Linked DNA regions of Mus musculus: all the other regions are linked to region 1. Evidence: chromatin contacts called from public Hi-C, HiChIP or PLAC-seq and promoter capture Hi-C data. All regions are on one chromosome and are shown on one strand. The core of a region is the stretch at or near the end of the contact, and the rest is flanking DNA. Distances in the headings are between cores, read along the strand shown. Region 1 holds the start of Mgat1 (mannoside acetylglucosaminyltransferase 1). Region 2 overlaps Cyfip2 (cytoplasmic FMR1 interacting protein 2). Region 3 holds the start of Med7 (mediator complex subunit 7). Region 4 holds the start of Skp1 (S-phase kinase-associated protein 1). Region 5 holds the start of Jade2 (jade family PHD finger 2). Region 6 holds the start of Timd2 (T cell immunoglobulin and mucin domain containing 2). Region 7 holds the start of Cdkl3 (cyclin-dependent kinase-like 3).

Evidence for each region. Promoter capture Hi-C pulls out the DNA fragments that hold promoters and counts their contacts. A called contact is a pair of places that touch in the nucleus more often than the background predicts. HiChIP or PLAC-seq counts read pairs in DNA pulled down with a chosen protein or histone mark. Capture Hi-C pulls out chosen DNA fragments and counts their contacts.
Region 2: a contact with region 1 is called in an H3K4me3 HiChIP or PLAC-seq map of pro-B cells, with 8 times the contacts expected there. The contact joins the enhancer-like site here to the promoter of Mgat1 in region 1. A contact is called at or near these places in 3 of 39 promoter capture datasets (hippocampal neurons, liver and pre-B cells), 1 of 484 Hi-C or Micro-C datasets (pre-B cells) and 4 of 115 datasets of contacts at active chromatin or transcription factors (acute myeloid leukemia, large pre-B cells, pro-B cells and 1 more).
Region 3: a promoter capture Hi-C map of liver shows a contact between it and region 1, with 3 times the contacts expected there. The contact joins the promoter of Med7 here to the promoter of Mgat1 in region 1. A contact is called at or near these places in 1 of 39 promoter capture datasets (hippocampal neurons), 1 of 484 Hi-C or Micro-C datasets (B cells), 4 of 115 datasets of contacts at active chromatin or transcription factors (astrocytes, embryonic forebrain, embryonic stem cells and 1 more) and 2 of 9 other capture datasets (adipose tissue and liver).
Region 4: a contact with region 1 is called in a promoter capture Hi-C map of liver, with 2.7 times the contacts expected there. The contact joins the promoter of Skp1 here to the promoter of Mgat1 in region 1. A contact is called at or near these places in 2 of 39 promoter capture datasets (liver and pre-B cells).
Region 5: a contact with region 1 is called in a Hi-C map of B cells, with 5 read pairs. The contact joins the promoter of Jade2 here to the promoter of Mgat1 in region 1. A contact is called at or near these places in 1 of 39 promoter capture datasets (liver) and 1 of 484 Hi-C or Micro-C datasets (B cells).
Region 6: a promoter capture Hi-C map of liver shows a contact between it and region 1, with 4 times the contacts expected there. The contact joins the promoter of Timd2 here to the promoter of Mgat1 in region 1. A contact is called at or near these places in 2 of 39 promoter capture datasets (both in liver) and 1 of 484 Hi-C or Micro-C datasets (liver).
Region 7: a contact with region 1 is called in a promoter capture Hi-C map of pre-B cells, with 2.8 times the contacts expected there. The contact joins the promoter of Cdkl3 here to the promoter of Mgat1 in region 1. A contact is called at or near these places in 3 of 39 promoter capture datasets (erythroid cells, liver and pre-B cells).

What each region holds. Positions count from the first base shown.
Region 1 is chr11:49,248,356-49,251,814 of GRCm38.p6, reverse strand. Mgat1 (mannoside acetylglucosaminyltransferase 1) reads right to left here and starts at 1,263. Exons shown (of 3, transcript NM_001110150.1): 1 at 1,160-1,263; 2 at 141-265.
Region 2 is chr11:46,297,862-46,300,860 of GRCm38.p6, reverse strand. The region is part of intron 1 of Cyfip2 (cytoplasmic FMR1 interacting protein 2); the gene reads left to right. Among named protein-coding and RNA genes, the nearest start is that of Cyfip2, 13 kb to the left of the region's middle. Within about 2 kb of position 1,725, at least 33 of the 459 cell types and tissues checked have an H3K27ac peak or open chromatin away from gene starts, as enhancers often do. A contact at or near this core is called in liver and pro-B cells, where this site is marked.
Region 3 is chr11:46,435,178-46,438,564 of GRCm38.p6, reverse strand. It overlaps Med7 (mediator complex subunit 7), which reads right to left and starts at 1,604. Exons shown (of 3, transcript NM_025426.3): 1 at 1,374-1,604.
Region 4 is chr11:52,230,426-52,233,613 of GRCm38.p6, reverse strand. It overlaps Skp1 (S-phase kinase-associated protein 1), which reads right to left and starts at 1,619. Exons shown (of 6, transcript NM_011543.4): 1 at 1,496-1,619.
Region 5 is chr11:51,855,835-51,859,297 of GRCm38.p6, reverse strand. Jade2 (jade family PHD finger 2) reads left to right here and starts at 1,630. Exons shown (of 13, transcript NM_001357588.2): 1 at 1,630-1,987. The coding sequence starts at 1,860. It overlaps Gm30110 (a long non-coding RNA gene), which reads right to left. Exons shown (of 2, transcript XR_388628.2): 2 at 2,701-3,377.
Region 6 is chr11:46,697,286-46,700,480 of GRCm38.p6, reverse strand. It overlaps Timd2 (T cell immunoglobulin and mucin domain containing 2), which reads left to right and starts at 1,651. Exons shown (of 9, transcript NM_001161355.1): 1 at 1,651-1,938.
Region 7 is chr11:52,002,583-52,005,693 of GRCm38.p6, reverse strand. It overlaps Cdkl3 (cyclin-dependent kinase-like 3), which reads right to left and starts at 1,473. Exons shown (of 14, transcript NM_001166654.1): 1 at 1,184-1,473; 2 at 602-781. The coding sequence starts at 766. It also overlaps a transcript of Ube2b not described here.

The sequences.
Region 1 (3,459 bases), core at 14-2,513:
CCGAGTAGATATGCTAAATAATTCAAGAGTATAGAGGGTAAGACCTAGGAGGGATACAGGCTATTCACCTGGGAACAGGTCAAAGGGAAACACAATGCTGCTATAGCCTGGCACCAGACAGACAGCCCTGAAGCCGTTACCTGAAGAACCACTGCCTCAGTTCCTCTTCTGTAAACAGACAACCGACTTTTGTCTTCTCCACCGCCCTTGATGTCTGGATTAGAATGGCAATACCTTGACGTCCGAAGCAGAAAGTGAGTTTAACCTGTTGCAATGACATGGAGTTTGAACACACTGTAATACAGCCTTCTGAGAAACAGAAGTGGGATGTAATGTTGCCATTACTGGTGATCTCCATGCTAAAAAGTCAAGGACTAGTGACTGGAAACGGGAAGACCCCAGAATCAAGGACGCTCTAGTCTAAATAGTACTAATGACAGGCAATCAAGCTGGCCAGCAATATTCTCAAGCACGAGAGCCTTACAGTAGCCAAGGTTAAAGAAAAAGAAGCTTCACCAGAAGGCCACTCTTCCATGGAGACTCGAATGGGTGGGCCACAGTCCCTCTGAACCACATTTTGAACAATGGGGGGGCTCTGCACCTCTTGGGAGCCCCCTGTTCCAAACATACTAGAAAGGAGGCTAGGAAAAAAAGTTTTCTTGCCAAATCACATATTTCAACATTGAGTCAAATTTTCCTTGTGGCTGAGCAAAAGCCAGCCCTAGTAACTTATGAAGCCTGGACGCTGGGGTGAGGCTTGCATAAAGTCCACTTTCCACTCCAGTCTCCCACTTCTTCAGGGCGACCCCATCTCTCCCCTGCCCTGCCCTGCCCTGCCCCGCACCCAAGGTGCCCTCCTGCCGAGTTTCACAACAGCTCCTCCTGGAGAAGCCACCCTCCCTCTAGCAGCTGAAGGCCAGGAATCCTGTAGCTGTGCGTTAAGTTCCCACTTCCCCGCGTGGGGGAGACTGCGCGCTGCGCGGCCCCGGGCGGGCCCGCCACTCTCACCGCCCTGGCTTTGGAGCACACTCGGGACTCAGACCCGACTCCCCTGGCTGCGCGGCCTCTCTCCTCCGGGGTCCTTGTCCTCCTGGGACAAGCCCCAGGACTGAGGACGCTGGCGTCCCCCGGCCCAGCTCACCGGATCCTCTCAACTCACCCCGCCTGGAACCAGGCTCGCCCCGGACCGGCAACACCCAGCGCTGGAGCGGCCTCGTCCGGTCTGGTTGGCCTTCCTGCTAGCCGGCAATGTGGTCCTTCCCCGGGAGGGCGGGGCGGCGCTCCCCAGCCCCTAGGCCCCTCTGTTGGTCCCCGCCCTGCCACGGGCGAGTCCGCGCTGGCCCCTCCTTCCAGGGCCTTCCTCTACTGCTGACTTCCTGATCACCGGTCAAGATCTAAACAACGGGTCTTCCCAAGTCCCCCAACTTCGAAAGGCAGTGGTAGCAGAGATGTTTGTTTGAGGCCCTTTCCCTCTCAGTTGCAGCTCCTGTGTAGATGCCAACCCCACTCACACCCTGAGCCTTGTCCAGTAAAGACTTTTCCCAAGAGTGTCCCTTGTCCAGCCCAGTGAATCTAGAGATTCACCGACTTTGAGGGGTGCAGCACTTGGTGGTGTTAGAAGCGTTTCCTCAGCAAGAAGAGCGTTCACCAACCTCAATTCTAAGAACCTGGGAACCATTCCTCTATGCGAGGGAAGTTGCAGACTATTAGTTGAAAAAAAAAAACAGCAAGAGAGGGGTGAGGGTGTGCAAGCAACAAGTATTCGGTTTCAAAAGGGAAGATAGGGAGGAAACACCTGCTGCCCAAGGTGGGTAAGAGCCAGCCTGCCGCCGTTTCAGTTCTGTCTTGTGTGTGTGTGTGTGTGTGTGTGTGTGTGTGTGTGTGTGCCCCTTTATGGGCGGGGAAACCAAAGTCAGGCCTGTACACTGAACCTAAGTCCTGAGGAAGGAAAGAATCAATCACAGGCTTTTGGAGTAACCCTAAAAATGAATGGGAGGGGGAAGGAAACCCCTGGATCTGTATTCCTTGGTATTTTTTTAAAGCAAAAGAAACATGGGAGGGGCAGGGAGACTCATCAGGACCCAACTGAACAGAGTACTTGGTAAGTACCTCAATCAGAGCCTCAAGCAGCCTGAGTGGGGGAGGAAAGATGACAACCAGGAGTTTCAGGGTCTGATTTAGATGTCAGCAGTGGCCCCGGAGCACAAACTATTTCTGAGATCTGAGCCGTGCATTATTAGCAACTCACAGTAAGCCACATCTCACTGACAGGACCATTTTGGAATCAGAGATGTCTGGGAATCCCTACTGTCCACTCACCATGGTACCACAGCCCCCACTGGCTCCCACATCCTGCTGTGCCTGGCCCTCTGCATAAGCCTTGGCTCCAACCACCCTTGGATCTTTCACCCATGAGGGGAGCAGAGGCACTGCCAGTTGATTACTAGATATACTCAACCTCAGACAGACCCTCCTACCTACAGACTTCATCACTACTGTTCCAGAGTCCCCAAGGTAACCGGGACTTTTAGGTCTGTGCTTACTGAGTGTTACTCACTAACTTGTTCGTACCAGACACCAGGAATTATGCAGAAAGTGGGAGTACCTTAAGGGCCCTTGTGGGCAGGTGAGGAAGTAAAACAAAGTTGTCAGGAGACACTAGGAAGCTGCCCTTCCGTCCAAGCCTGTTTTCTTGGCCTCTCTGTACACTCTCCCGCATCTCTGCAGAGCTCAGCAGAGAGAAGTCTGAGGCTTTGGGTGTATGGAAGCTGTTAAGTCAGAAGTCATAGCCAGATTTTAGATTTAGGCATTTCAGCTTCCAAACCTGGTACCCTGGTGAGCCCTTGAGAAGGACTGCTGAGATGGCTTTGTGCCCATGTGACAGGACACAGTGGGGCAGCGGAGAAGCTTCACAGTAGCAGCTGGAATTCTGCCCTCACGTAGAGGAAAGGGCTGACGCATGAGGGAGGGAGGAGGACTGTGTGTGGGTGTGGTGTGTGTATGCCCACTATTTCCAGTTTAGCTGACTGCACAGACTGTGACAGGAAAGTCAAGCCCATGCATGTGCCAAGAGAATGCCAATGTTTATATACTTTAGGCCTCTTTCTACTTCCCATAAAAAGGAATTAGGGACTTATAGCCTTCACACTCAGTGCCAAAGTGTGAGAAAAAAATGACCAAGTTCCCTGGATGTGTAAAAAGTTGGGAAACTGGTCTGAAGATATCCAAAATATAAGGAGCACAAATCACCATCCTGGATAAAATCCATACATAGTAGGTCCTGAAGATGGTGAAGACGAGGCAGCCCAGGCCATGTCAGAGTGACTTTCCTGCCAAGGCACTTAGACAGGAAGCAGGTCAGAACACAGAAACTCCCCACCACATCCATCTCTTCAGCCCTTTGTTTAAATTCCAAGGCTCACAGAATGATCCCCAGCAAAAAGGCTACCCTGCCTCCGA
Region 2 (2,999 bases), core at 476-2,975, 3.0 Mb after region 1:
TGCATTCCCAAACAAGCCTGTTTGTTATTGTTGATTCTTCTGAAGACAGGAGATCCTAATTTGGCTGAGTTAGTCCAATCAGGAAGACCCTTTCTGCTTTAACCTTTACAAAAAAGTAATCTCATGCAAGCCAGTCTTTAAACAAAGAAAATTTAGTAGTGTGTGAGTGTGTGTGTGCATTGTGTGTGCACTGGTCAAGAATTTTCTTAATTGCCAATGATGCAGGAGGGCCCAGACCACTGTGGGTAGAGCCATCCGTTAGGCAGGTGAGCCTGGACCTTATAAGAAAAGTAGCTCAGCAAGCCAGTGGGCAGTGTCCCTTGTGGTCCTGTTTCCAGGCTCCTGCTTAAGTGTCAGTCTTGACTTCCCTCCATGATGATCTATCACCAATAAGGTTAAATGAATTCATTTCTCTCCAAGTTGCTTTTGGGCAGAGATTTTTCATAGCAACAAAAAGCTAACTAGGCGAGCATACGTGTGTGTGCACTGCACTTGCAAGGAGAGTCATGTGCGCATGTGTGAAAGGCAGGGTAGCTTTGCAGTTGGTTTTCTCCTTTCCTTTCACCTTTATATGGGTTCTGGGAATTGAACCCAGATCTCTAGGTTTGCACAGCAAATGCTTTGAGCTGAGCCAGCTTGCTGCCCCGTCATGGTTTTTCTTGGTGCTTGTCTTTCTGCTCCCACCTTACCTGCTGTTCTGATTTCTGTTGAGAGCTCTCGGTCTGTTTCAGAGAATGGAGGCTTGGCGTGATTCATGAATTGTGACTAAGCTGATAATTGTGTAAGCTGATAATTCCTACTTTTATCTTCTAACAACTTATTTCCTGAATGCTTAATCCGGTGCAGGCTGCCTTGTTAAGTATTCTACATGCTGAAAAGTTATAAAATGCTCAGAACAAAGGACGGGCACTGGGGGCTGGTGAGATGGCTCAGTGAGTAAGAGCACCCGACTGCTCTTCCAAAGGTCCGGAGTTCAAATCCCAGAAACCACATGGTGGCTCACAACCATCCGTATCGAGATCTGACTCCCTCTTCTGGAGTGTCTGAAGATAGCTACAGTGTACTTACATATAACCAATAAATAAATCTTAAAAAAAAAAAAAGAATCTTTAAAATAAAAAAAAAAAAGGACGGGCACTATTATAAATTGTGATCCTTTTACAAATAAGGAAACTGTGGTTGCGAAGGGGTTAAATAACAGCTTACAGTCCAGTGGCTTTTCCGTGCTGAGCAACAGCTTCAGACCCAGCCCTCAGACCCACCCACTGCTATTCCTCCTTGGTAAAACTGCCTTACTTCTCATTCCTTCCAGAAGTTGTCAAAAGGAGCGTAGCAGTGAGATCCTACTTTAGCTGCAAATGAGAGTCCCTGCACTTCCAAAACCAGGTTCTCCTAACTCCTATCACGCACTGGTGCCAGGATTCACCCTGCCTTGTTGCGGTCTGTCAGTCATCTCAGCCTTGGAGCCTCTGCCTTCCCCTCTCAGAAGCAAATTACTTATCAGCTCAGAGCTGCTACTTCTCTTGGGGCAGCCAGGCCAGGGGCTTTAGGTTGGTTGTGAAGACACTGAATTAAACAAACTTCCCTGAATCCTCAAGCTGAGAGACCACAACTGCCTGAGGTGAACCAGGCCTCAAGTGAATTTGGAGTAATTCATTTCTCTCTTTTCCAAAATGACAAAACGGCCCGTGCGCATGGACTAGACACATGGAGTTTTCTCAGGTTGCATAACAGGCTGGCCTCCCGGGCCAAAAAAGACACGCTTGGTTTCACATATACCTCTGTTCAAGCTTCTAGAACATCCTCCTTTCTGATTTATGTGGGTTTGGCACTGACTTCCAGCACTTGAACTAAAAATGTCTGATTTCCACCTCCCTTAGGCAGCGGATGAGCTGCAGAGTCAAATCCATTGCAGAAGCTGTAGTTCCAAGAAGAAAAGAAAAGCCGCCTTATGTAAACAAAGCCTTTTAATTTGTTGGTTTTATTAGGCAGCCCATGTACTGACTTTCTTCAAGGAAACTATGGGATGCTACTATTTTTAAGGGGAGCACCTTAAGGGTTATTCTAGTAAATGGATGTTTTTTGGAGCCTATGAAGTCCTGAAGAAGCCCAGGTTTTAGGGGAAAGGTGAGAGAAAGGACCATGGTAAGTGACAGTGGGGGCAGGGAGGAAGGGACAGGGAATTCCAATAAAAACTGGGTGCTTACACTGAGCTGGAGGCTTTAACAGAAAGTTCCAGACAGACACACAATTGGATAGGAGAGAGAGAGAGAGAGAGAGAGAGAGAGAGAGGGAGGGAGAGAGAGAGAGAGAGCACGCCTTACTAGCATCACAGGGCACCAACAGTTCTTACACGTGCCTGATTTTGTAAAAATATATTTAAGGTTAAAAGACAAATTACATGAATCCGGAAGCAAACTTGGATCCCCGGGTTTGGCTGCAAGCGCCTTTACCCATTCAACCCTCGTCCTTACCTATGATTACGTTCTTTTTCTTCCCCATCTTGTATTATTGGGAAGTGAACCCCTGTGTCACTTTGTTCCTATTTCAGTAGATATTTCTAGAAAACACTTCTAAAACATAATTCTGATACTGCGTTTCAGCTAAAATAACAGTTTCTCCCAAGTATCCAGGGTGCAGTCCGGATTCAGTTTCCAGTTTGTTTGTTTTTCCCTAAGTGTTACAGTTTTGCTTGCGGGGTGGTGAGTTCCAAATAGTTGAACCAGGCTCCAAACAAACATTGTGTCAGGTTACTAAATCTCACAGCCCTCCACTGCTGTGCGGCTTCCACATCTTCCATCCCTGCCCCCACCTTCTCCCCACCCACCCTCTGCACCCCTCTGTCCCCTCTACCCCTCTGCCCCTTCAGTTTATTTGTTGAAGACATTGCGTCATCTTCCATATTGATTACATGCCTGTAATGTGTTATAATGTGAATTGAAATCAAAGGATTGAAGAGATTCTGGTGTTCCTTTTGGGTCCAGCATTCTTCCCACGTG
Region 3 (3,387 bases), core at 355-2,854, 2.8 Mb after region 1:
TATATGCAAATGTCATATGCCTTATTTATTATTCTTTCCCATAATCAAACTACATATGGTATCTATTAATCTCATGTCGTTCACTTTCCTTTTTACTGTACAGTGGTCTCCAAACCCAAACACTTAAAACTCTCTTTACATCTTGACAAAAATCACCATTGTTGCTGGGCAGTGGTGGCGCACGCCTTTAATCCCAGCACTTGGGAGGCAGAGGCAGGTGAATTTCTGAGTTCGAGGCCAGCCTGGTCTACAGAGTGAGTTCCAGGACAGCCAAGGCTACGCAGAGAAATTCTGTCTCAAAAAAACAAACAAACAAACAACTATAACAAAACACCGTTGTTAAATTTCATATTTCAAATATTTTCCAAGGTTTCTGAAGGAAGCCACATCTTACAGTATAGTAGAGTTAGTATAGTACAGTTTTCTTAACACATTAGCAATTTTTACATCTTTTCTACATAAATTTAAAACCTAAATCCCAACATATATGGTCAAAATAACCTTTGCTTTTTCCAATTTAAGTACATTATACAATGAGAAGATTCTTGAGTGCTTTCTCACACTGATGTACACTGCCAATACCTTAAATCTGAGGGAAGCAACTCCAAATTCTTCAGATTGTCTAACTGTTAGAGCTAATTCAGGGTGTATATACCTAGAACACGAAAGTCTACTTGTAGCCACTTCAAGTCAACACCTGGCCTAAATTTCATCCCCCGAAGGCTTTTGAAGTTGGGGATCTGCGCTTCCCTTAGCCACACCCACACTAAACCCGCAGTTTCCCGAAGGTTTTTAGTAAGTGACAGATCCGCATCCTCACTCCAATCATCAGGACGGTACGACTACTCCCAATTTGACTATAGAGACAAGAAGCCAATTCCCAACGTGCAGAAGGGGGTGAATTGTACAACGGGAATCCGCATTAGTTTTTTCGGGCGCAAGTGCAAACCCCCGTAACTTGGGCATCCCGCGTTAGAGCGGGCCACCTTACAGAAACCGCCCATTACCGGTTCAAACTGAACTTTTCAAAGCCGCTGGAGGTCGTGACTCGCTAACACTAACAAGATCCAGTGTCTCGTGGGTGCTTTTTTTTTTGGGAGGGGGGGGGTCCGCAAGCTCAGACACTTGGCTCACTTTGTCCCCGTGACTGGGTCCCCGCGGAAAGTCTGGTACAGGATGAATCCGGCTCCGACCCAGGCTCTCGCTCCCCTCCCCCAGCCCCCGCGCTCCCAGGCGGCTACTGTCACTTTACCAATGGCGACAGGGCAGGCTAAGACCACGACATTATAAAAGCCCGTGGCGTGGGGACGAGAACTCGGACCTCCCAACCTCCCGTCTGGCTTGTCGTCCGGAGAGAGCGGTACTCGGTGTACCTTCGGCCGGCCGCCTGCCTCAGGCCCCGGGGAGGCTTCGCGGAGGAACCGGGAGGAAGGCTAGCCCGGGCGTCCCAGGCTGTCCCGCGCCGGACTTCGGCGCTCCACGCCGGGAGAGACGCAACCGCGGGGGCGGAGAGACAGACTTAGGCTGCGGTCGCCAACCGCCGCCGCCCGCTCACCTCAGCTCTTTCTTGCTTTTCCGGTAGTGACTTTTCCTCAGCGCAGCGGAAGCACAAGTTCCGGTTGCCTTCTCAGGAAGAAGCCTCTGACGCGGGCCTCTCATTGGCTACCAAGGCTGTCCTATAGCAGGTCCTACTCCCGCCCTAAAGATGTTGCACATGCGCACTTTCGCATCTCCTGCTTCTCTCGGGAAAGATCCGCTGTCTGGTTTCTTGGTCAGGTCAGGAGAATACTTCTTCGTACTTTTTGTTAGTAGAAGAAAGTACTCTCTAGTAATTCCATTCCTTGCAGCCCCCACTTTTATACGAGACTTTTAAAATTAAATACTTGCCTTATGTAAAAGTCAGAAAATACAGATAAGCAATATATTTAAAAATTATACTAATGTAATCATCAAAAATGTTTTTTAAAAGCAAGATTGTACTCTATGATATATTCATATATATGGAGATATTTGTGAACATGATTAAGAATAACATCCTAAACCTTCATTTTCCCCCTTCCATTCACTTTTATTTTCATTTAGGAATTCAAAGATGTCTATAACAATCCTTCCACAAATTGACAAGTGAAAAAAACTTAATATAATTTTTTAAAATGGAGGGAGTGGGTAATTTCACTGTGTAGCCCAGGCTGGCTTCAGATGTCTCTTCCCAGCCTCTGGAAAGCCAGAGGTATAGAAATGAGCCATCAGGACTAGCAAGAAATATTTCCATTTTGGCCTTTCCCTGAGGGAGAGGAGGAGGGGGAGGGAGGAGAGAGAGAAGAGTTGTTAACAGATGATATGGGAGTCGTAAGATGCAGTGTTGCAAACTAAAAGTAAGATAAACAGCTCTGCTTCACAAACAAGAATGTCTCAGTTTCTTCCTTTAAATATGTGGAGCATTGCAGGCATAAAAACAAAAGAAGAGTCTACTCACTACCAACTTCCATAGTTATATGAGCCCCATCATTTTGTCTCTAGTCTGGTATGAACCTCTAAAAGGTAAGGGCTCTTCGTTTTTTCCTATACCCACAGATTTATTATCTTACTGAAAGTGTACTAGGGGTTATTACACTGATAGAATGAATGTGTGTATGCACATGGATATATATGTATATATGACTTATCCGAGTGACTTACAAGATGCAGTTCAAGTAGTCCAGCAATGGCTGTCTCAGCCCTGAAAGGCTGAGAATCCTGTAGTTGCTCAGTCTAAGAGGCTGGATGTCTCAACAGACCCCCACCTGGCATTGGAGACCTGGAAGATTCCTGGAGAGCCACAGGTCTTCAGTCCATGTTGGAATCCCAAAGAAGTTTGGTTCTAATACTGGCAAAGGAATGGCACAGCAGTGGTACAGATGAAGTTGCCAGTGAGTGTTAGAGCAAGCAACCAAAGAGCAGTTTCCTTTCTTCATGTCCTTTTATCTGGGCAGCCACAAGAAAATGCCACTCAGTCTTTCTGCTTCTAAAGATTAGCCATCACCCAAAGATAAGTTCATGGGTGGAGAGCTTGCCTAGAATAATACATATAAGACAACCCCAGTACTACATAAGGGATAGCCATGTCATGTTAGGGACTGGTTAAAAATACAGTTTAATGAATACTTTGTTTTGTCTATTATTGACTGTACTTGCAAGATCTGAATGTTAAAGACCCAAATGTAACCTCAGTGCATGGAGGGTAAAAACAGAAGGATCTGAAATTCAGAAACTCAAGGTCATTCCGGCTACATAGTTTAAAGTCAGCTTAGGCTGTGAGAATTTGGAGGGGTAGCTTTTAAAATCAACTTCCATATCAATATTTGGATTCAGATGGTCTCTGGTTCCAATTAAGAGCTGCCCCTTTCT
Region 4 (3,188 bases), core at 370-2,869, 3.0 Mb before region 1:
GACTCAGCACATCTCCTAAAATATTCATTCAGCTTTCTGAGACACTTGTCCCCAATTCCTCAAGTAAACAAGCTTCAAGAAAGGGGGTTGGGAGAGGTAAAGCTTGTTTTACAATCATCCATTGAAATACCCAGCTCCCACTCATCCATGGTTGAAGAGACTCAAGAGTTCACTTTTCAACTAACAAACATGTCTGCAGAACAGAGAAGTCAGAGCAGCAGACCCTCCCTATGATAAGGCAACAATAAAAGTTAAAATAGGCCAGTTTTTAATAGCAAGACACTGTGTTCTTTTTATGATCTCTAGTACTACAATGAGCATTCCAGAACAAGTCTATGTAGTTGATAAAATTATTTTAAAAGACCACCCCGTATTTCCTTGAAATAATTCACAATAAATAAAGATGTGCTTAGTCATAGTCAAATTTAGGTATTAGGTTACTTGCAAGGGAGCCAGGATCTTATTAAATGACAGGGAGGCAATCGGTTAATCTGTAATTCAACGCACTCTGTAATCCTAGACTTCACTTTTGTTGTTGTGTTGGAATTAAGTGCAAAATTTTTAAGTAATAATGTATGAGGTTTCGATTTGATATGCTTTCAAAAAACCCTTCTTCAGTTCTCTAAGCTCCTAGACTTGGAAATTAATCATCCAAGTCTAGCATGAGAATTCTAGTATACCAGACTTTAAAAACAAACCTGTTTTAAGTGACTCGAAATTCTGACACTTGTTACTACACTGCAGGACGGAAGAGACTGCATTGTTCTATGCCACAATACAGTCTACTGTAACATTCTGCTGAAAAACTGAGTCTCCAAACCTGAGGACTCCGTGAAAAAGTGAACCAGAAGGCAGGTTTTAGCACTATCCCTTAAAAAACCCAAACACCTCAGGTTTTAGCGTCAAATGCCACACACCTCAGACGACAGTGTCTATTACAGTAACAAGTTCAGAGACTGCAGAACGTGACAAAACGCAAAGAAACATTGGGAGTCTGTTACCTGCATATTCGGTGGTTAAAAAGGTGAGACCAATAAGGAGCTAATTGACGCCAGATACAGGAGAAAAGGGAGGGAGCCAAGAATCAAATGGCAACGACAGCCACCACCTGGAACGGCCCAGGACCCCTACTCAAAGCCTCGCTGCCCACCCGGCCTGGAGCGCGGAGCAGCAAGCCTGTCGCTAAGGCAGGCCCGGTACGAAGCCTGGGCCTTCCAGTCGCGTTTGGGGCCGACTGACGTCGCCTGCAAAGCGGCAGGCCTGCCACAGGGCTCGACTCTCTTCCCTGAGCGAGCGCCGAAAGGATGGGAGACCCTTGAAGGCCTGACTCGGCCTCCTCGTGCCTCCCGCGGTCCGGGGGTCTGCAACGGGCCGCACGGCGCCTCAGGATACGAGGCCAGGTCGCCTCGCCGCCTCGTGCACTCCACAGCCAACGCGAGGCTCCCACCCAGCCCCTCCCTCGAGGAACGTGTCCGGCTCGCGGGTTGCTACTCACGGTGCTCCGTCTCAAGACCGCAGGCCCGAGGCTGCCGGACAGAGTTCACAACCACAACGAAGTATCGAGAACAAGGCCACTCGAGCGGCGCCGCGCGGCGTCGCCTTTTATAGCAGCGGGACGCAGGCGCCGAGGACCCCGAGCCCGTGACGTCACACAGCCGGCCGGGCTGGCCGTTGAGATCGCCTGACGGCAGTCGAAACACAGGCGGCAGACCCTGAGCGCCGCAGAGGTCTCCTGGAGAGGTGCTGAGCGGCGGCGGGTGGAGGGGTGGCTGGGCAAGAGAGGGACGTCCTCCTTACTCCGCTGGCCTAAACAGCGCCATGCTCTCCTTCAAAGCGGACTCCGGCACCGGCTGGGAAACCATCTCGACCCGAAGGGTCTTTCAGGCATGGGCTGTCTTAAACGGCTTGAAAGACCCCAGTCCTGGAAAAGCCTGGAAACAACAAACCGCAAAACCGGTTGTGGGTGTGTGTTTTCCTTAAAGGAGTCGCCTCAGCCTGACCACCGTTACTCTCCTAATAACCTAAGGAAATAGAATTGAGTTTGCTGACCAGGGGTTCAGGAGTTGAACCTTCTCTACTGATACTGAATTAAATATATATATATATATACATGTATGCCATGTTGAGACAAAGGTGTTTCTTTAACCTAGGCGGCTTAGAATTCTTAAATACTCCTGACATGGTACACCTGCTTATTTGATTTTTAAAGTTTTATTTTCTTTGCATTTTAAGACGGGACCCTGTTTGGCACAGAGTAGCTGTAAATTCAGTATGTTGACCAGGTTGGTCTAAAATTCATGATCTCCTTCCACCTGCGCTGGGGTCACAGGCATTTTCACCACATATATACTTGCCTGAAACTCTTGTTGTTTTGTTTTGAGACAGGGTCTTACTATATAAGGCTTGGAGCTCGCTATTTAAACTCAGATCTGTCTGCCTCCCAATAGCCAGCTTGGAGATTCGAGGCTAGGACCACCCTGTTGGCTAATCTTCACCTTTATTTCCTACCTTTGAACTTTGAAGAGGCTTCCAGGCCCCCAAATAGCCATTGTTGGAGTGAAGCGCCAAGCCTGGAGAGAGTCAATGTGAATGTAGCATGGAGGTTACATTCTTTGGGTAACCATGCTCTAGGCCAATCTGTGAGGCCAGTGCTGGGGATCCATCCAGCAATGAACGGGGACAGTCAGGCTCAACCTGAACAGGCTATGCTGTACAGGCGGCTCAAAGAAGGCTGTGATAAGGTCGCTAGAATGAAACAGCTTTGAAGTAAAGGGAGAGGCCTGAAAGCACCCATCTGGCCTCAGCCCAGCCAGGAAGAGGGCAATTGCCTGCCCTGCCCTGCCCTGCCCTGCTGTGTCTAGGGAGCATCACTAGCCCCACCAAGGCGCCAGGCTCACCTAACCAGTGAGCACATGATTGGTATTCCTGGCACCACGAAGACAAAAGACTTTTCCACACAGGGCCTCCTAAAGAAACCAGAGACTACAGCTTCTCTAGGACAAGACTGGGCAGAGAGACCAAGCAATGGGTTGAATTACCAGGTCTTTGTCTGCTGGTATCCAATGTCTGCCAGGTGCCAGAGTCGATGACAGAAGATGAAAGACCCACAGTTCTCAGGCTTTTTATCTGCAGCGCTGCCTGCCCTTCACAGCTCCGGCTTCGGGCCTCCTAGGGAAGGCCCACTAGAG
Region 5 (3,463 bases), core at 381-2,880, 2.6 Mb before region 1:
GATTATCTTGGAAGGGGTAGAATACATTGGCAAGGGTGAGAAGAGATGCCTTAGGGATGCTGGAGATGAGAGATGCCTTAGGGTTGCAGGGCCAGGCTTCCCCAAACCTCAGTCCAAAGCTAGCCAACCTCCCCAGCTGGAGCATTCCCAGGAGGCAAAAGGTTGCCCCCCACGTGCCTACCCCTCCAGGAGGCCTGCCCTTTTCCTTCCTAGAGAGAAGGTGAGCTCCCCAGGCACAGCGGGTTGGGTGGGTGTGGCCCGCAGCTCAGGGAACCGACCCAAGGCTCCGCCACTGCCGGCTAGCCGCCCGACAGCCCGCCCGCCTGGCGAGCGCAGGCTCTTCTTCCAGAAACTGCGAGGATTGGAGAGCACTGTTTGTGCACCACAAGGTCAAGTCGGGAAGTGGAGTCGGAGGAGGAGGGGCGAGAACGAGAGGGTGGGGAGAGGGGCGCCCCGCTTCTCTGCCAAGTACCAGCCCTGGGAAGTTGCCCCTCGGTTTTTAACCCTTTGCGGCTATAAGATGCACGAGGCAGAAGGAAGGGGGTACCCCGGGGCAAACTCCTCCTGAGGCTAGGACATGTTGCCACCCTGCTAGCCACCCACCCATCACAGTGCGCCTCACCCCCCCTCCGGAAATGCAGGGCAGCACCAGGCGCCAGGAGGCACCCGCGAGGGGGAGGGGGCAACAAGCCCAAGAAGGGACCCCCTCCCCTTAAGGACAGCCCCTCTCTTCCGGAGGTCGCCCACAATTTCAACTTTCCCTGCCTAGGATGCTAGTTTGCATTTGGTGTGGGTGGGGGAGGAGGACCGCGCCCCCTCCCCCAGCCCCTTGCGCGCCCCTCCCCTGCACTCCTGCCAGCACTTTCTGCTCACTTCTGGCGCTGCAAAAAACGCCACGCGATTTATTCGATTTCGATTTTAAAACCAGTGATTCCGAAACCGGGCGGAGGGCGAGGGTCTTCCAGCACCAGAGTCCCTGGGGGTGGGGCGGGCGAGCTGGGTACTCCGTGCAAGCCTCGTTTCCTCCGCGAGTGTCGCCTCCAAGCTGTTATTTGCAAAGAAACGTCTTTTTGACGCAGGGAGAAATGGCAAATTTTAAGTACGTCATTAATATGGCGCCAAAAGATTTTTTTAAGTATAAGCTTGCTTTTTTTTTTTTTTAAAGGTTGTGGGGGGCTCCGCCTGGGTCTGGGGCGCGAAGGGGGCGGGGTGTGAGCAGAAAGTGTGAGTGAGCGAGTGGAGGGGCGGGGTATGTGTGTGAGTGTGTGAAGTGTGAGCCGACCTGATGGGACTTGCACGGGCTCAGCCGGCGCTCGGGCCCGGCCCTGGGGACAGGGCGGGTTGGGGGCGCCCCGGAGTCCACGAGGAGTCCGGGCCCGCGTGCAGGCGGGCGGGTGACCGTGTAGGGCACCCCCCCGGGGGGGCCGCAACGCTACCTGGGACTGTCGCCGGAGCCAAACAACTGGGAAGGGGGGGGGGAACACGACAGGGGGGTGCCGGGAGCGGAGATCCGAGTGAATTAGAAAAAAGTGGCTACTCCCCCTCCCTCTCTTCTTGCCCGCCCCCACCCCACCCCACCCCCACCCCAACACATTTTTTCCCCCTCTAAAGAGATCACAAGGAAGTCTTGGTTTAAAAAGAAACAGAAACATACACAGGGGGTTGGTGAATGGTGCCGACCGCGGCCATCGCAGTTGGAGGCTATTTTTTTGGGGGGTGAGTAGCGTCCATGGAGTTACTTTGCGCCCACTCCTAGTGGCACCAGCTCTGAGCTGGAGGGCTGACCATCTTCCCAGCAGGGGTGCGGGGCTTGGGGGGCGCCGCGGCCCGGTCGCCTCCCTCGCCACGACCCCGGATGGATGCGCGCCCCCCGCCCTCCCGCGCCGGCCCCAGGAGCTCCTGGCTTCGGGAGCATCCTTCCCGCGCCGGCCCCCGCCGCCGCGCGTAGCCGAGGGCAGCGCCCCTCGGGAGGGCACCGCGGAGCAAGGTAAGAGCCAGCCCCCAGCGGATGGGCCCTGCGCATCTCCACGGCATTATTTTGTGGGCTTTTTTTTTTTTTCAACAGATCTGCCAGTGCTCCTCGCTCCCTCTCTCTTGCTCGCTCGCTCCCTCTCTCGCTGGCTGCCTGTTCTAGGAAGCCAGCGCGGGGGGTGGGGGGGGGGGACGCACAGCACTGGGGAGAGAGATTGCGCATGTTGGTCAGCCGTGTTTTAAAGAGTACAGTGCGGGGAGGCTGAGAGGGGCGCATGCAACAACTTTTGGAAGGGTGAGCCTGGCGACCTTCTTTATTAATGACTGCGGCAAAGCGCCCCTGGGCCGGCGAGGGGGCGCGGGCGGGTGGGGGCGCTGGGGCTGCAACTTGCCTCGCGGGCTCCGGCCGGCCCGAGGGGCTGCGGCGCTACCGGGGTGCGGGGTGGGGAGGCTGAGTGGCGGGCACCGGGGCACGGGAAACCTGGAGCTATCTGCCCTTCTGTCTCCCGAGTTTCATTTTGTTGATACGCAGCACGTCCGGGTGCCGAACCGGGCTGAGCCGATGCACATGACCCCGCACTGGGCTCACGTGCAGCCGGTCCAGTCCTAGACACCTTCCGGGGGCCACCGCCTCCGCCCTGCGCCCCCTTTCCAGGCTGGGTGCACGAGGGAGCTGCACGCGGGGGCAGCATGCTCGGTTCTTGGGTTCAGAGGCATTGCACAAATTAGTTTTTTTTTTTTTTCTTCTTAAGGGGCGGGGGACAACGTTCCCAGGTGAGTGCTGGGTGCGCAGTCCAGGCAGCCAGGGTGCATACTGGGGTAGTGGACAGCAGCTCTCCGGTGCTGCGCGGGAGTCCGGTGGGGGAGAGGCACCGCGAGAGTGGAAATGTACCGGCGACGGCCGGAGCGGCGGGTGCGCGCTCGCGGGGCGACGGCAGGGGGCGTGGCCCTTGTTTACCTTCTCCCAACTCTGCTGGTTCGCGTCCCGCTTCAGGGACGACTCTGCAGCTCCCCCCTCTTCCCTCCGCCCTTACTAAAACTCTGGGTGGTACCTAAGAGCAGCAGACAAGTGGAGGGCCCTGCCTGGGACACACGCACCTGACCCCAAAATGAGTGACATTGCAGCCCCCGCCCCCACCAAACATTGCTGCAGTCCTTCTGCCGGATCCCCGGCCCCGCCCCGCCCCCGGCAGTGGCATCTTCCCGGCTCACCTCCTTCCTCCCTCTCCCTCCCTCCTTCCCACCCACTTGCCTGCGCCTGCGGAGCGGCTCTCGCTCGCCCACTCCCCGCCTGGGTGCAGACTTGTGGCTCCCCATGGTCCCTTCCCGCCCATCCCTGGGCTCTGAGACATCCCCTTCTCCGAGCAAGGGGTGATCCTGGGTCAGCTTGGAGACTCGTAGCTTTTCTGCCGGAGGGTGAGGACATCTGCAAAACCGGCTTGGAGGCTTTCCTCTACCTTCCAGAGAGGCCCAGCCAGCTCAGCCCGGTCCC
Region 6 (3,195 bases), core at 402-2,901, 2.6 Mb after region 1:
CTAACAGGATGAGTAGTGTATAGTGTGACTCATTTACTAAGACCAGTATAACAGGGCACCAAACCTTAGCAAGCCCTGAGACTCGACTCCACATGGAAGTGCCATTCAGTCTGTAAAATTCAGCAGCATATGGAAAACACCTCCTGCCAAAACTAAAACAAACGCCTAATCTATCAATGTCAATACGGTTCTGGGAACGTCTCAAACTGTACGAACATTGCTTTTTAGTTTCTATAGTTCTGCTCCTGGCTAACTGGTCTTGTTAACTGAACTATGTCAACTCAGAACATGGTTTTTGTGCAGCTGGCTAAGAAAGACTTTCTATTGGCTTAAACCCATGTCCAAGCTGTCTTCACCATCTATCACAACCCTTTGTAAAAGTAACTTTTATTCACCAGATATAATTGTTGTCTCAGAAGCTAACTGCTGAATAAACCCATTCCTTCTAGCTCGTTTTGCTATGGCCAGCTGGTTCTGGCCCAAATCCTCTCCAAGTTGACTGTTTCAAAGTAGCTTCTCTCAGCTTTTGACTGAATTGCTCTGCTTGGCCTCAAACTAACTCTGGCAATCTGTTCTAATCTGGTTTCTTCTCATTTTCTGGCTCATTCTGTCTTTACCTGTAGCCTGTCTCTAAAAATTATCCTGGTAAAGCTCTAAAACTCTCATATTCTCTCTCTCTCTCTGTCTCTGTCTGTCTGTCTGTCTGTCTGTCTGTCTGTCTCTCTCTCTCTCTCTCTCTCCTCCCTTCCTTCCTTCTCTTTTAAGTAGCTTCTCTTTCCTGTGTTCTCCTGAGAGTTGGGCATATCCTCTCTTTGACTCATTCTCATTCATCACTTTGCCTCTCTATTAGATATCACTTTCAAATATGACTTCTTCCTTCTACAACTTTACCTTCATTGTTTGGGACTAAAGGTGTGTACCAAGGGTGTGTCTGTAATCCAGCCAGAGGAATTAAAGGTGTGTCATTCCAGCCCGATCACACAGACATGTGATCCCTTGCCACAACAGTTATGTTTCTGGATTAAAATTCCTCTGCGGGGCTGGAGAGATGGCTCAGTGGTTAAGAGCACTGACTGCTCTTCTGAAGGTCCTGAGTTCAAATCCCAGCAACCACATGGTGGCTCACAACCATCCGTAATGAGATCTGATGCTTCTTCTGTGGTGTCTGAAGTCAGCTACAGTGTATTTACATATATGTAATAAATAAGTAAATCTTAAAAAAAATTCCTCTGCAACTACCCAACTCTGGAAGCCTGTATAGTTACTAAGCCTGAAAAGCGTATGAGGGCATGGAGAAGCTCAGCTTAGAAAGCTGGCAGCCTCCCCTTAGCGTTCTGCAAGCAGGGACTTTAGTCTAGCTTTATTTGCTTAAACTGTTAATTGACTGACAGACCAACGTGTATAATTAGTCAGCTTTCACTTCTGCCTGTGCACCAGGTCCCTCGCTGGGTTCTATCTATATTCTATTCCTCTTTCTGACTTTCAGTTTATTCATATACAACTAAGAAAGCTGGTGCATGGTGCAAAGTCCCTTTCTGCTGAAAACTTTTCAAAGTCAGCATGATCTCCAGACCTGGAGTTTGAACTCAAGTGAAGACCTTTGCTTCGCCCAGCAGAAAGTTAGCTTTGTTGTTGTGGGGACAAAGTTTCACTATGTAAACGGAGTTGGTCTTGAACTCAGAAGATCCACTTGCCTCTGCTTTCCTGAGTGCTAGTCTTTTAAGTATTTTTTTATAATCTCTTTAAGTTGAACATATACAATCAGGCAAAAGGATGGTAGAACTAGAGAGACTCAGTTTTCAAACAAAATATTGAAGGTGTGGCCAGGAGATAAGGATGGAATTCTGGGACAGATTCCTCTTTATCTATCAGCAGCTCCATCAGCAGCAGAGGATTAGAAGGAGACACTAACCAGAAGCTACGGCTCTCTCCTAACTGGTAAGTTCCCTCTTCTGTAGGCTCGTGTTAGAGAGAAGCAATGAGGACAGTACTTCCTGGAGGTTCTGTGCCATGTGGCTTTGCATTTGAGACAATGTGGGATTCTATGGCGGCATTGGAACAACGATGAGTCTCTAGACATTAGGACAACTTAATATCCAATAGAGTTCTTCGGATTCTTGGAAGGTTGATCCTCGTTTAAATGGAATAATGGACTTTTTAATATATGAGCTATTAAAGCCTTCTTAAATGGAGTTAACATGAGATATAAGAAGGAAACTGTAGAAGAGAATAGTCTGGTAATTTTAGACTAAGCCCTAGATAATTAGGCATGGACCTATAGACCCAGATCTATAGCATCAAATTGGCTGCTGGAATTTGAGATATCGTGTTTGTGAACTTGGCAAGGCCAGAAAGAGAAGAAGATTTGCTTTAGTTGGAGTGTTGAGAAGGGGAGCACATGGCCAGGCTAGGCAAGTGGGCACCGTTTAGAGCTTGGTGTTCATGTGGATTTAAGAAAAAAAAAAAAAAGATTTGTTTTTATCTAATGTGAGTAGGTATTTGTCCACATGTATGTCAGTGTGGGGTTGCCAGTTCCTCCCCAGAACTGGAATTGCAAACAGTTGTGAGCTGCCATGTGGGCACTGGGAGTTGAACCTGGGTCTTCTGGAAGAGCAGCCAGTACTCTTAACCATTGTTCTATCTATTCAACTCCTGGATTTCATTTTTCTTTAAGTGTTGTGAAAGATACTTAGAGAAAAGCTTGAGATTTTTAAAATGTATGCGTTTATGTTGAGAATTGGTGTACTCTTTCTCCAGAATGCATATTCTGTGTTTGGGGAATTTCATGCTCTTTGGTTGTCTGACCTGGTATTTTCCCTCACTTCCAGATGCAATAGAGTGATTGTGTTTTCACACTCCAAAGCCCCAATGCTTCTCTCCCCCACCTACACTGTAAGATTTTAAAATGAGCCACGAGTCAGACAGTGTAGGAAACACATCATAGTGAACACTCATCAGGTTTTTACAATGCAGTTGTGAAACCTCACTGGCCTAGATCTCCAGTCTTCCCCTGAGTTCTGGGTTCCAAGCATAAAGCTCCGTGACTGCTTCTTACTGTCACTGTCTGTGAGACAGGGCCTCTTGTGTCAGGATTTCCTCAGAATAGAAGCTTTGCTGAGGATGGGCTTGAACTTCTGACCCTGCCTTCCCCAGTAGCCATATGCCTCCATACCCTGTTTATCTGGTGAGAAAGAT
Region 7 (3,111 bases), core at 224-2,723, 2.8 Mb before region 1:
GCCACTAAGGAACATTTTTTTTTTCTTCAAGACAGGTTTTCTTTGTTTAACAGCCTTGGCTGTCCTAGAACTCACTCTGCAGACCAAGCTGGCCTTAATCTCAGAGATCTACCTGTCTCTGACTCTCCAGTACTGGAATTAAAGGTTTGCACCCCAATACCTGGCAAAAAAAATTTTTTTTCCTTCTTCCTACTCTCATCGTTTTCCACAATCCCTTGTACAAAGCAGACATCCTTACTAAGTATTATACTTGAATAGTTTTGAATGATTTTACAATACTAGCATAATTGTTATACACAAGCACACAATCTTATATCAATAAAAAAGTACAGATTGTAGACAATGAGGGTTTCTCTATGACAGGTCTTAGTTTATCTGTTAATGGAAACATTCTTTCATATATTTTATTTTTATCCCATAACAATTTCTCTTTTGACTTAAATAATCAAGGAAAAAGAAGATGGGTGTTTCAATGTAGGCCTGTAAATCTTAGCCCTGGAAAAAAATAAAGCATTTCAAGACAGCCTGGGCTGCATAGCAAGATAGGTCCCAATGGGAAAACAAGAAAAAATATATATAATAAAAGGCAAAAGAAGCAAACCTTTAGAAACTTTATTTCTCTCGTTGCAATTTTGTTGACAGATTTTTCTGGTTTCTCATAGAAAATCTTAATGGCCACTATTCGCCCAGTGTCCTTATGTTTGCATTTCATGACCGTTCCATAACTTCCCTCTCCCACTTTTCCAAGGGTTTCATACATCTCCATTTTCAAGCCTGGCTTCTACTTCACAGAAATAAAGAAAGAAAACGTTAAACGTTCACACTTTCAATTATACAAGCTCTATAATGCTTAGAGATAATCCCCTACTTTCGGATATAAGAACAAAAACTAGGAGTGCCGGCTACAGCAGAGCCTGCTCGAGGGAACTCTTAAATTGTCTAAGAAGCTCCAACTTTCACCAGAACGCAGGATGTCCTTCATTAATCTAGCATTTTGTGTAGACCGGGATTGAGAAATAAAAGAGGTCTGATATGCGTTTAACTCAGGCATCCTTTTAGAATACGGGATTTACAATTTGAGGTCCCCTTTCAGGAACAATGGAAGCCAAACTAAAAAGTCCCGCTAACAACACTGCGGGTCCCTTGTTAGGAGCCACGGTCCACCAAGCGTGGGGACTCCCACCTCAGCACTAGTCACCCATACGTCCTGCCCTCTCCTCAAACACGCAGTCTGTGCAGCCCCAACCCGAGTGGCCCGTCTCGCCGCGCTGTCGACCTCGTCCTGAGAACCACCGCCGCCTCAGCCCATCCTGTAGTCCCGCCGGCCCGGCTGCGTGCAAGTCCCAGCCGGCCCGGGACACCACACCTCCTCTCCTGGCCGACCTTGCCGGCTCGGGGCAGCCGGACGCCCTGGCAACGGGGTGAGGGCGGGGCACTGCCGCGTTCCGAGCACAGTACGCAAGACTGGAAATTGCTGAGGTCCTGACCCGGAAGGGAAAGTGACACGAAGCGGAAGATAGACCCAAGGGGAAGGGGGAGGGACGTAGGAGGCCCGCGTGCTTGCAGGTGGGGGTGGGGGTGGGGGGTGGGGATGAGGGAGAGCGGGGCATTTTATAGCAGAATGAACGCCTGGAGGCTTTCGCCCGGCAAGAGAGCGTTTTGTCACCTGGGTGGTTACTGGTCCCTTACTTGTGCCCGGTTCTAGGAGGTTGACGGAGATAATTGGATCTACGGAACACTTATGGGGCTACAGTTTGCCAGTGCTTCGTTACTATTCCATGCAACCGATTTCGACCTCAAAGTCGACATAATCCTTAAACCGGGGACAAGATCGTTTTTGGATAGAGGGCTTAGCTCGGTAGTAAGCCACATACTCAGCGTTCACTACTCCTCTGACTTATTTCTAACACCATTTCTGTACACATTTTCAGTTTCCCAATTACTACTGCTTTCTACCTACTAGTGATCCCTTTTTGTTTTGAGACAAGGGCTACTATATAGCTCCGGGTAGCCTGGGACTCACAATGTATACTTCCAGGCTGGCCTCAAACTCCCAAGATTATCTGCCTGCTTAGAGTGCTGTGCTGAGTGCCATCATATCCAGCCCTAGCAGTACTTTTAAAGTTTTCTCATGACGTGTGAAACGCAAAACTTTTTAGGAAAACAAAATAATTCACCGGACTCTGCCACAGGCTGAGTAAGTACAAGGACGCCTAGGGATGTACTTTTAAATAGCCCGCAGAGCTTTTAAAAGGGCTCCATTTTTACAGATCTTGATTTAACTGTAATAGCAAAAGTAGGTCATCGAGATGGCTCAGTAGGAAAAGGCTACGAAGCCCAAAGTGTAGAGTTCAATTTCTTGGACCTACGTGGTGGAAAATGAACCAACTCCTCCAAGTTGTCTTGTGACCTATACACACAAATGAATGTGCACAACGAGTGTGCTGAGTAGTGTAAAAAAGAAACTAGTTTGCTTTTTTAAAAACAAAAACAAAAAACAGTTTAGGGCTGGAGAGATGGCTCAGCGGTTAGGATTACTGACTACTACTCCAGAGGTCCTGAATTCAGTTCCCAGCAACCACATGGTTACTCACAAGCATCTGTAATGGGATCTGATGCCCTCTTCTGGTGTGTCTGAAGACAGCTACAGTGTATTTGTAAAAAAAAAAAAAAAAAAAAAAAATCTTAAAAAACAACAAACAAACAAAAAACAGCCGGGCGTGGTAGCTCACGCCTTTAATCCCAGCACTTGGGAGGCAGAGGCAGGCGAGTTCCAGGACGGCCAGGGCTACACAGAGAAACAGTTTAGACGCATTTCCATTTTTGCAATTTTGCTACTAACTGCTAGAGCCTGGCTTTGGAGCTTGAGAGTTAGGAGGGCTGGGCACTTGGCTTGGATTTTTCTTTTTCCTATAAATAAGAATGTTGTGAGACCTGCTATATGTTTACTTAAGATTTGTTATGAACTAAATATTTGCAAGGAGCAAAGCATGAATTAGTGAGCCCCTGTCATCACAAACTAACTCCTAACCCCAGCACTCAGGAGAGAGGAAGTCAGAACTATGTGAGATTGGGGCCAGCCTGGTCTACATAGCAAGTTACCCTGTTTTA